2 separate regions of the Bombyx mori genome follow, and region 2 is linked to region 1. The links are chromatin contacts, called in public Hi-C maps. All regions are on one chromosome and are shown on one strand. Each heading gives the region's core, a stretch centred on a gene start, on an enhancer-like site or on the middle of the called end of the contact. The rest is flanking DNA. Distances are from core to core; before and after follow the strand shown. Region 1 holds the start of LOC100134918 (sid-1-related gene2). Region 2 overlaps LOC101736417 (glycogen [starch] synthase).

Evidence for each region. A called contact is a pair of places that touch in the nucleus more often than the background predicts.
Region 2: a Hi-C map of whole pupa shows a contact between it and region 1, with 2.0 times the contacts expected there. The contact joins the enhancer-like site here to the promoter of LOC100134918 in region 1. A contact is called at or near these places in 2 of 7 Hi-C or Micro-C datasets (posterior silk gland and whole pupa).

What each region holds. Positions count from the first base shown.
Region 1 is chr23:16,084,638-16,088,660 of ASM3026992v2, forward strand. It overlaps LOC100134918 (sid-1-related gene2), which reads right to left and starts at 2,006. Exons shown (of 29, transcript XM_004930678.5): 1 at 1,615-2,006. The coding sequence starts at 1,862.
Region 2 is chr23:16,247,006-16,251,028 of ASM3026992v2, forward strand. It overlaps LOC101736417 (glycogen [starch] synthase), which reads left to right. Exons shown (of 18, transcript XM_004930682.2): 18 at 1-990. Among protein-coding and RNA genes, the nearest start is that of Mir3258, 6.9 kb to the left of the region's middle. Within about 2 kb of position 1,821, at least 8 of the 8 cell types and tissues checked have open chromatin away from gene starts, as enhancers often do.

The DNA.
Region 1 (4,023 bases), core at 756-3,255:
AACGTTTTATTCACTAATAGCCTATAAATTGGCTTTTCATAAATTTTAGCTACCATCAGTTTTTATCCTCTCTTATATTCTTTTGAACATATTGGACCTTAATTATTTTCTAAAGTATGATTCTTGTCCTTTTGGTATATTCATTATTTATGAACTTCCAAAATACAGCATAGTGGCAACAGGCAGACAAAACCTAAAGCCTAGATTACACTTGGCAGTTGATTTTAGTGTACTTTAAGAGAGATATCAAAAATTGTAATTCATTATTCTAATGTTATTTTTAGTTCCAATACCTATACTCTGCTGTTTTATTTCTTATCAGTTGCCAGACACTTCTACTGTGTTTAAGATAAATAAACTATTAATTTCAAATTAAATCTATTGTTATTAATTTATCATAATCATATCATATTTTTACATACTATTTGTCCCTTATTTCAAAGAATATGTATAGATATGAATTTGTCTCAAAATAATTTGGTCACTCTACACTCACAACAGATATTTAGTGTAGCATGTCAGAACATGTTTCATCAGGTTAGGAAATAACATGAATTATATACATATGCATACCATGTTCTAAAAATGATCAGGTTTATAGAATGGCTAATATAGATTCACTTTGATGATAAAGTAAATATTGATTTCATTGAGATCCTGCATTCACTACACCAGATGTAAGAGAGCTGTTCTCAAAAAGTGGCAAATATTGTGACAGGTACTGTTTACATTTCTTCTCTTTTACGAAAATAATAATTATAACCTATACTAATATATAAATCTACAGGAGTTTCTATGGATGTTCCGTTATAGCTACTGAACCATGCCTCCGATTGACTTGAAACTTGGTATCCATGTAGAAGATACATGTACTTAATGGATAGGCCACGGGCGAGTACACTTAGTCAATTATAAAAATTTCATTTTACTAAATTAAACTCTGTTCGATCAAGGTCTATTCGATCTAATTTTATGTAATTTTAGGAACTTCAAAATCAAGCTATTATATCACCTGTTATGTCACCCAAAGATGGCAGATTGAACCACAGATTAATGCAATGTTTACTGTTATTTAGACCAAAATTAAACTGTTTATCTTTCTTTAACTATAGTACATTTAATATAATAGTTACTTACAAGGTTAATTAACAGTGGATACTTGGGTCAAGGGGTATATTAGTAATTTACAAAACACAAACATGAAAAATAATATTTGTTTGGTGTATAGCTTAAAACATTTTTTTTTTAACTCTGAATCTAAATTTAATGAGCATTCGACAGAACATGTTGCCTTTCATTTATTACTTAGTTTAACATAATATTGACAAATTTTCAAGTATGGGAAACTAAAAAAAATGATAAAAGTTCTCAAAATACTTTGAAGTTATTTGAATTTTTTGTTTTTAATAACAAAACACGACACAAATAATTATTCACAACATTGCTGGGCGTCTTTCTGTCATATTTATTATTAAAAAAACTAAACGTCATTTGAGACAGTTTTTGTGCTCGCTAAATAACTCAATTAGGTTCTAGAATGTTTCTATGGCTTTGAATTGAAATATCGTGGGGTTTTTTATGTGTTTGTCAAACACAATTGCATTTCTAACTTACCTCAAGGCTCTGACTCTCTTATAAGGTGGGCTGTGAGATACAGGCGCCTGGGATTCATCTCTGATGCCGTCATCATCGTCCAGATTACTAAAATCTAGCTTCCTAGGCACAATGGACGCTGGTATCGGGCTCAAATTATCAGAAAATATGTTAAAAGGATCCGACATGTCACAAGATGTCTCGACAGACAATTCAGACGAATTGTGCTTATTGTTTAGTCCTGTTTTCATTCTGTACCACTCAGTCATGTCCGTTTCCACATATAAAAAACAATATTAAAGATGAAACACTAAACAAATCACTGTTTTCTTAATAATACTTTCAAAACGATTTCACTTATCCCAATCAACGTTATGGCGGATGACGCATAGCACCTGTTCGAGCGTTCGACCAATAACAGCGTAGCAGATGACCGGTGAGAGAAACATTCAAATTTTATTGGCTGTGTTTTTTTTTTTTAAATAACGATGTTCGATATCCCCTGTTCATTGGTTAGTTGATAAATGCGTTCAGGAAACGAATGCGATCAGGTTGTAATTTCGAATGATTACTTTCTTTTTCCAAAAATAAATCGTTAAAATAAATTGTCCCTTGGCAATAATGTGACACTGTTTAAAACTTGCATAAGTTCCATCATGCTTTATGTAAGTGTAGTGTTTGCTCAACAACCCGCACTCAGACCTTATAATTCATTCAAGCCTGTCAGGATAGCCGTCGGAGCACCTTGGTATGTGAGGAATGAATGGATCTCAAAATAGCATCGGAACGCTTTTACGAAAAAGCGGCGCGACACTGTCTGTCGGTATTCCGATCTGGTGGTTTGGTCTGGTCAGCGAAGCATTGCTCCAGGGCAAATCTTAACAAACTGAGCCCCGTATGTCCACACATTTGGTAAAGCTGGTTTAACCCCTTGAGGTTACTAGCAGTAGATAGGTAAAAATCATGGAAACCTGGCCTTTTGATGAAACTTTAGGCCTCGTAATCAATTTTCGACGACGATAGAGCTACATCATCAAACTTCTCCTGGTGTGGTCTGATATCCACATTACACTGAGTGCGATCAGGCGGTAATTCCGGCTTCTCGACGTGGTGTACTTCTGCCAATGCTGCCGGCTTAAGCATTCCCTCAGGGACTCAGCATGCGGATCGCCAGATTTTTGGATGAACGGAGAATTAATGAAGTCATTGACGACGGTGTTCTAATGCCGTTACTCTGGTATTTTACAAGCCTCCACGATTGGAAGCCTTGGGCTCAATGTTTCGAGCGTTACTAAGTATCGGAGTCATTCGGAAGGTAAAGACAAGATGACTTCAAAAACGTTGGAAGTCCTCAACAGAGCGAGCCGGTGCTTCAGGCCTGGACATACTACCTGAAACCACTGCGTTGATCCACAGTGTATAATCCCAGATATTTTTTTTGCTATGTACCATTCGGATCTGGAATGAGTTCCCCTGCATGGTGTTTCCGGAGCATAGCGGTCATAGACATATCCTTCTTCCTGGCATTGCTGACGTCTATTATGGACAGTGGCTACATGTCTGCATACATACATGCATTCTACATGGGCTGTGATATGTGAGATGGGAAAGATCCAATGCTACTAATTGGTTTGGTTTAAGAGGGAGGTAATTACTTTCATAGATAATACACATAAATCAATTATAGATAAGCAACTCAAGCACTCAAAAAAAATATTTACGGGCGTCGGCCACTAGATGGCTTCGCTTCGGTTAGTTTTTCATTGCTCCTGTTGATGGTGGTAATAAATTACCCATCCTATGTTTTATTTTAATGAAGGATTTTCAGAAACCACAAATTGATAAAATTTGACAGTGATATGAGTTACAGAATTATTATTTCATTAATATCTTAAAAAGCACCCCACGCTTTTTTTACAATAAAAATAATTTTTTTTTACACTATTTTCAATTTAACTTTATTAAAATTTATTTTCTATTTTTTAGTTGAATTTTATATAAAGCGTGTTTTTTAGTTTTTTTAAAACTATTATTTATTATTTAATAGATGTCACTACTATTCGTTTGCAAACTAAATTCTACACCAAAAATAAAGAATACAAGAAGTACTTATAGTTACTACTAGATGTCGCTAATTTAAAACTGTAATAATGCTTAGTTTATTTAGCAACAGATGTCACTACTATTTTCCTGTGGCTTATGCCTAGTTTGAAAAATATATTTAATCACAATCATATAGTTTTTAAAGAATACACACGAAAAACGCACTGAAGTTGTCGTGGCCTAAAGGATAAACCCGGTGCAATCGTACAAAGCGATATATCGGTGTTCGAATCCTGCTCACGGATACTAGTTTTCTAATGAAAAACGTACCTACTTAAGAATTATTATTGTTCACGATTGACTTCCACAATGAAGAAATAATATCGT
Region 2 (4,023 bases), core at 571-3,070, 160 kb after region 1:
ATTTATGATCAACGTTCTTACTAATTTATAGTAAGATGATTTCGATAAGTTTATAATTCTAGTTCGCTATTAAATTTTTTATTAAATTTCTAAAGGATTTATTATCACGCGATGTATGGACATAGTTGAAGCACAAATGAAATAAAATAATTTATTTTAAATTTATTTGTAAGTAATGATTACACGTTGCGCATTGTACTGGCGGACGCACGTTCGTCGGAGGCGAATAATGTGCATCTGTTATGATGCGGACAATGTGCTCGCCATAATAAAACCCCTGGTTTATTCGTGTAATACTGGTTGTTTTTACTGGGGGTAGGACCTCTTGTAAGTCCGCGCGGGTAGGTACCACCACCCCGCCTATTTCTGCCGTGAAGCAGTAATGCGTTACGGTTCGAACGGTGGGGCAGCCGTTGTAACTATACTGAGACCTTAGAACTTATATCTCAAGGTGGGTGGCAACATTTACGTTGTAGATGTCTATGGGCTCCCAAAAAAACTTGGATACAAGAACAAAATTTGCTCATAATTACTCATTAATGATCTCTTCAAATCAGATATTAAAGCGCGGTTTCCTTTACCTCGACTCAACCGAGGAAACGCCTTGAGGAATCCCTGTTTTCACACTGTGCAATTAGCGGTTATTTCGACGCCGCTTGAAAACGTTTTAAATATTAATTATAAGTGAAAATAAACTTAGTTTTAGAGGTGATTAAAAAAAAAGTTAAACAAAATCATATTCCTCGAGTGTGAGTTTATTTAACCGATTCCTCAACTCAACCGAGGATTAATTTCGAGTAATGCAATCGCGTGTTGAGTGGAATCGGAGTTTGAGGTAATGAGTCGTCTGGGCGTCTCAGAGTGCCAACACCTATACAAGCACTGGATTGCACACGTCTCAAGCTAGCAATAGATCAGTGCCATACAGTTGGATCTTAGCTGTAAATAAATATTAAGTTTTTTAATAAAATGTTTTATTTTCATATTTAACTCTTGTGTTTTATTTCAAACTAGCTGAGTTCCGCGATGTTACCCATGGTTATTGTCGTACCGCAGGTGACGCCGCGGGGCGAAGCTAGTCTAGAAAAACTAGCCTAAGTTACTCCTTATATCATCAGCTACCTATCAGTGAAAGTCCCGTCAAAATCGGTCCCGCCGTTCCAGACGGGATTGGTTCTATTATTACCTTAAGCGCTTGGTATAGATGGTGTGAACACTTGCGCTTGGTGTTCAAATAACATCTCCAGCTGAAACCTCCATATTTGAAACCGACATAAAATATATTTATTGATGAGTAGCAGTAGTATCCAGTAGCTCAGCTGCGCTTAGCATAATAAAATTTAAGCGCTGTCGGCCGTTGAATACTAAAACATATTTGAAAACGACATCTATTGATGAAGTAGTAGAAGTAATATCCAGTAGCTCAGCACAATAAAATTTGAGCGCCATCTGTCGTCGAATACCAAAACATATTTGAAAACGACATCTATTGATTAGTAGTGAAGTATCCAGTAGCTCAGCGCAATAAAGATTAAGCGCCATCTGTCGTCGAATACCAAAACATATTTGAAAACATCTATTGATCAGTAGTGAAGTATTCAATAGCTCAGCACAATAAAGATTAAGCGCCATCTGTCGTCGAATACCAAAACATATTTGAAAACGACATCTATTGATTAGTAGTGAAGTACCCAGTAGCTCAGCACAATAAAGATTAAGCGCCATCTGTCGTCGAATATCAAAACATATTTGAAAATGACATCTATTGATGAATGCTTGAAGTATTGACCCAGTAGCTCCACCTAGTTCTATAAAAACTCACTTAATAGTATAAAAATTGAGAAATAGATGGCCGTATGAGACGGTACCTAATTTATTAAGCCGTGAAACAAAGCCTACTATTTTAATAATTGATAAATTATTTTTTATTGTTATATGCATATGGTTTATCGTAAACAATAGCATGTTCGGAGTTATTGTTATGTTTCTAATAACAATTTCATTGTAATAGATCGTTTATCTAGTTAAACAACAGTATACTCGTAATTTCTGTGTACTGAAAATTAAAATTTTCCACTGTACCCAATGAATTGGATTTTAAATACTTAAGTAGTACAATGCTTGAATTAATACGGAAGCATCTAGATGAAGTCTTCTATGAATCTAGTTGCTTTTAGGGATTACAAAGTTGAAATGTGATTTTCTTTTTTGAGGTTGGAAATCGCGCGACCTCCGCGTCAAGGGCAGTAGGCGGATGTCATATTGAAGTTGAATACAGTAAAACCTGCTTCCGAGCCCCCGTTGAGACGGACCTTAGCCGAGACAACCGTGTAACCTTTGTATCTCAACTGCAGTGGTGTAGCGGGGGGCGGTTGGGGGTTTGGGGGTCAAGAAGGGGCATCATGTCCCTCGCGCTACTCACAAAGGGGCGCCAAATGGTTCACAAAACAAAAAATTGCTGGATAATTTTTATTTTCATTATAATTGTTTTCTGGAAAATATTACGCTAAAAAGGTATTGTCTCCCGGGCGTGAGTTAAGATCGCTACGTCACTGCTCAACGATTCGGTGTTCCACAACCTTTGTCAATATCATTACCGGGCTTACTTAACTCCGTAATTCGGCAGTCAATGCAACTTCAGTACAGCGTGAGTCGGTTGCATTCATTTCTAAGTACGTCTTTAAGATTTGAAGTCGTCGTGGCCTAAAGGATAAGACGTCCGGTGCATTTGTATATAGCGATGCAACGGTGTTCGACTTCCGCTGGCGGGTACCAATTTTTCTAATGAAATACGTATTTAACAATTGTTCACGATTGACTTCCACGGTGAAGGAATAACATCGTGTAATAAAAATTAAACCCGCAAAATTATAATTTGCGTAATTGCTGGTGGGAGGACCTCTTGTGAATCCGCACGGGTAGGTACTACCGCCCCGCCTATTTCTACCGTGAAGCAGTAATGCGTTTCGGTTCGAAGGGTGGGGCAGCCGTGGTAACTATACTGAGACCTTAGAACTTATATCTCAAGGTGTGTGGCGCATTTACGTTGTAGATGTCTATGGGTTTCAGTAACCACTTAACTCCAGGTGGGCTGTGAGCTCGTCCACACATCTAGGCAATAAAAACAAAAGTAACTTGATTATTTTTTTCTATATTCGTTTAGCGTATGAAACAATATTTTTTTTTTATATATCAACATTATGTTTTTTACAAAATCTATTTGGTGTTAAGGATCGAAGGCTTGTGACTGGCGCTCATTGTGATGGTAATTTGTCTGCTTTAAGCTCCCTATACCGTAGATTAGGGGAAATAGGGACACTTTCAAATTCCAACACAAATTTTCAGCGGTTTTCTTAGGGCAATACCAATTTGTTGTGGCTGTGCTGTGTGCTGAAAGCCTTCCCTAAGCTTTTAACTAAGAATTCCCGAGGCGTCCACTAGAACGAGGAGACAGATCTTTAACGATCACGACCGAAATACAACTTTCTGGGCTTGAATACACGACCCATTTTTGCTTGAATTATAGTAATGATCTATGATTGACTATTCCTTTTATTGACAAATGCACATTGATATTGTTTACGTATGATTGGAGCATAGAGGGTATTGTATTGTTTGGAAGCTTTTATTTACTAAGGTGTCTTTCTACATCCTTTGGTAAAGGTGTATCCAAAAGAACTGAAATACAAGAAAAGCGAGCATACTCCAGAGCCGCATGGTGCGAGACAGACATTTCTCTATAGTGGGATTCTGGTAAAAAAAATATTCATTTATTTATTTAATTTTCTTCACATTTTGCATTCATATTACATTCAACGGTAGGCAGCGGCTTGTCTCTGCCCCTTGCGTTGCTGAAGTCCATGGGCGACGGTAATTACTCACCATCAGGTGGGGCGTATGCTCATTTGCCTACAATGGCAATAAAAAAAAACATTAATAATAACGTTTTATATAGAATACCAAAATCAAATAATAAATACGATTGTGGTCGGCACTAAAATATATTTTTTTATGATTTAAATA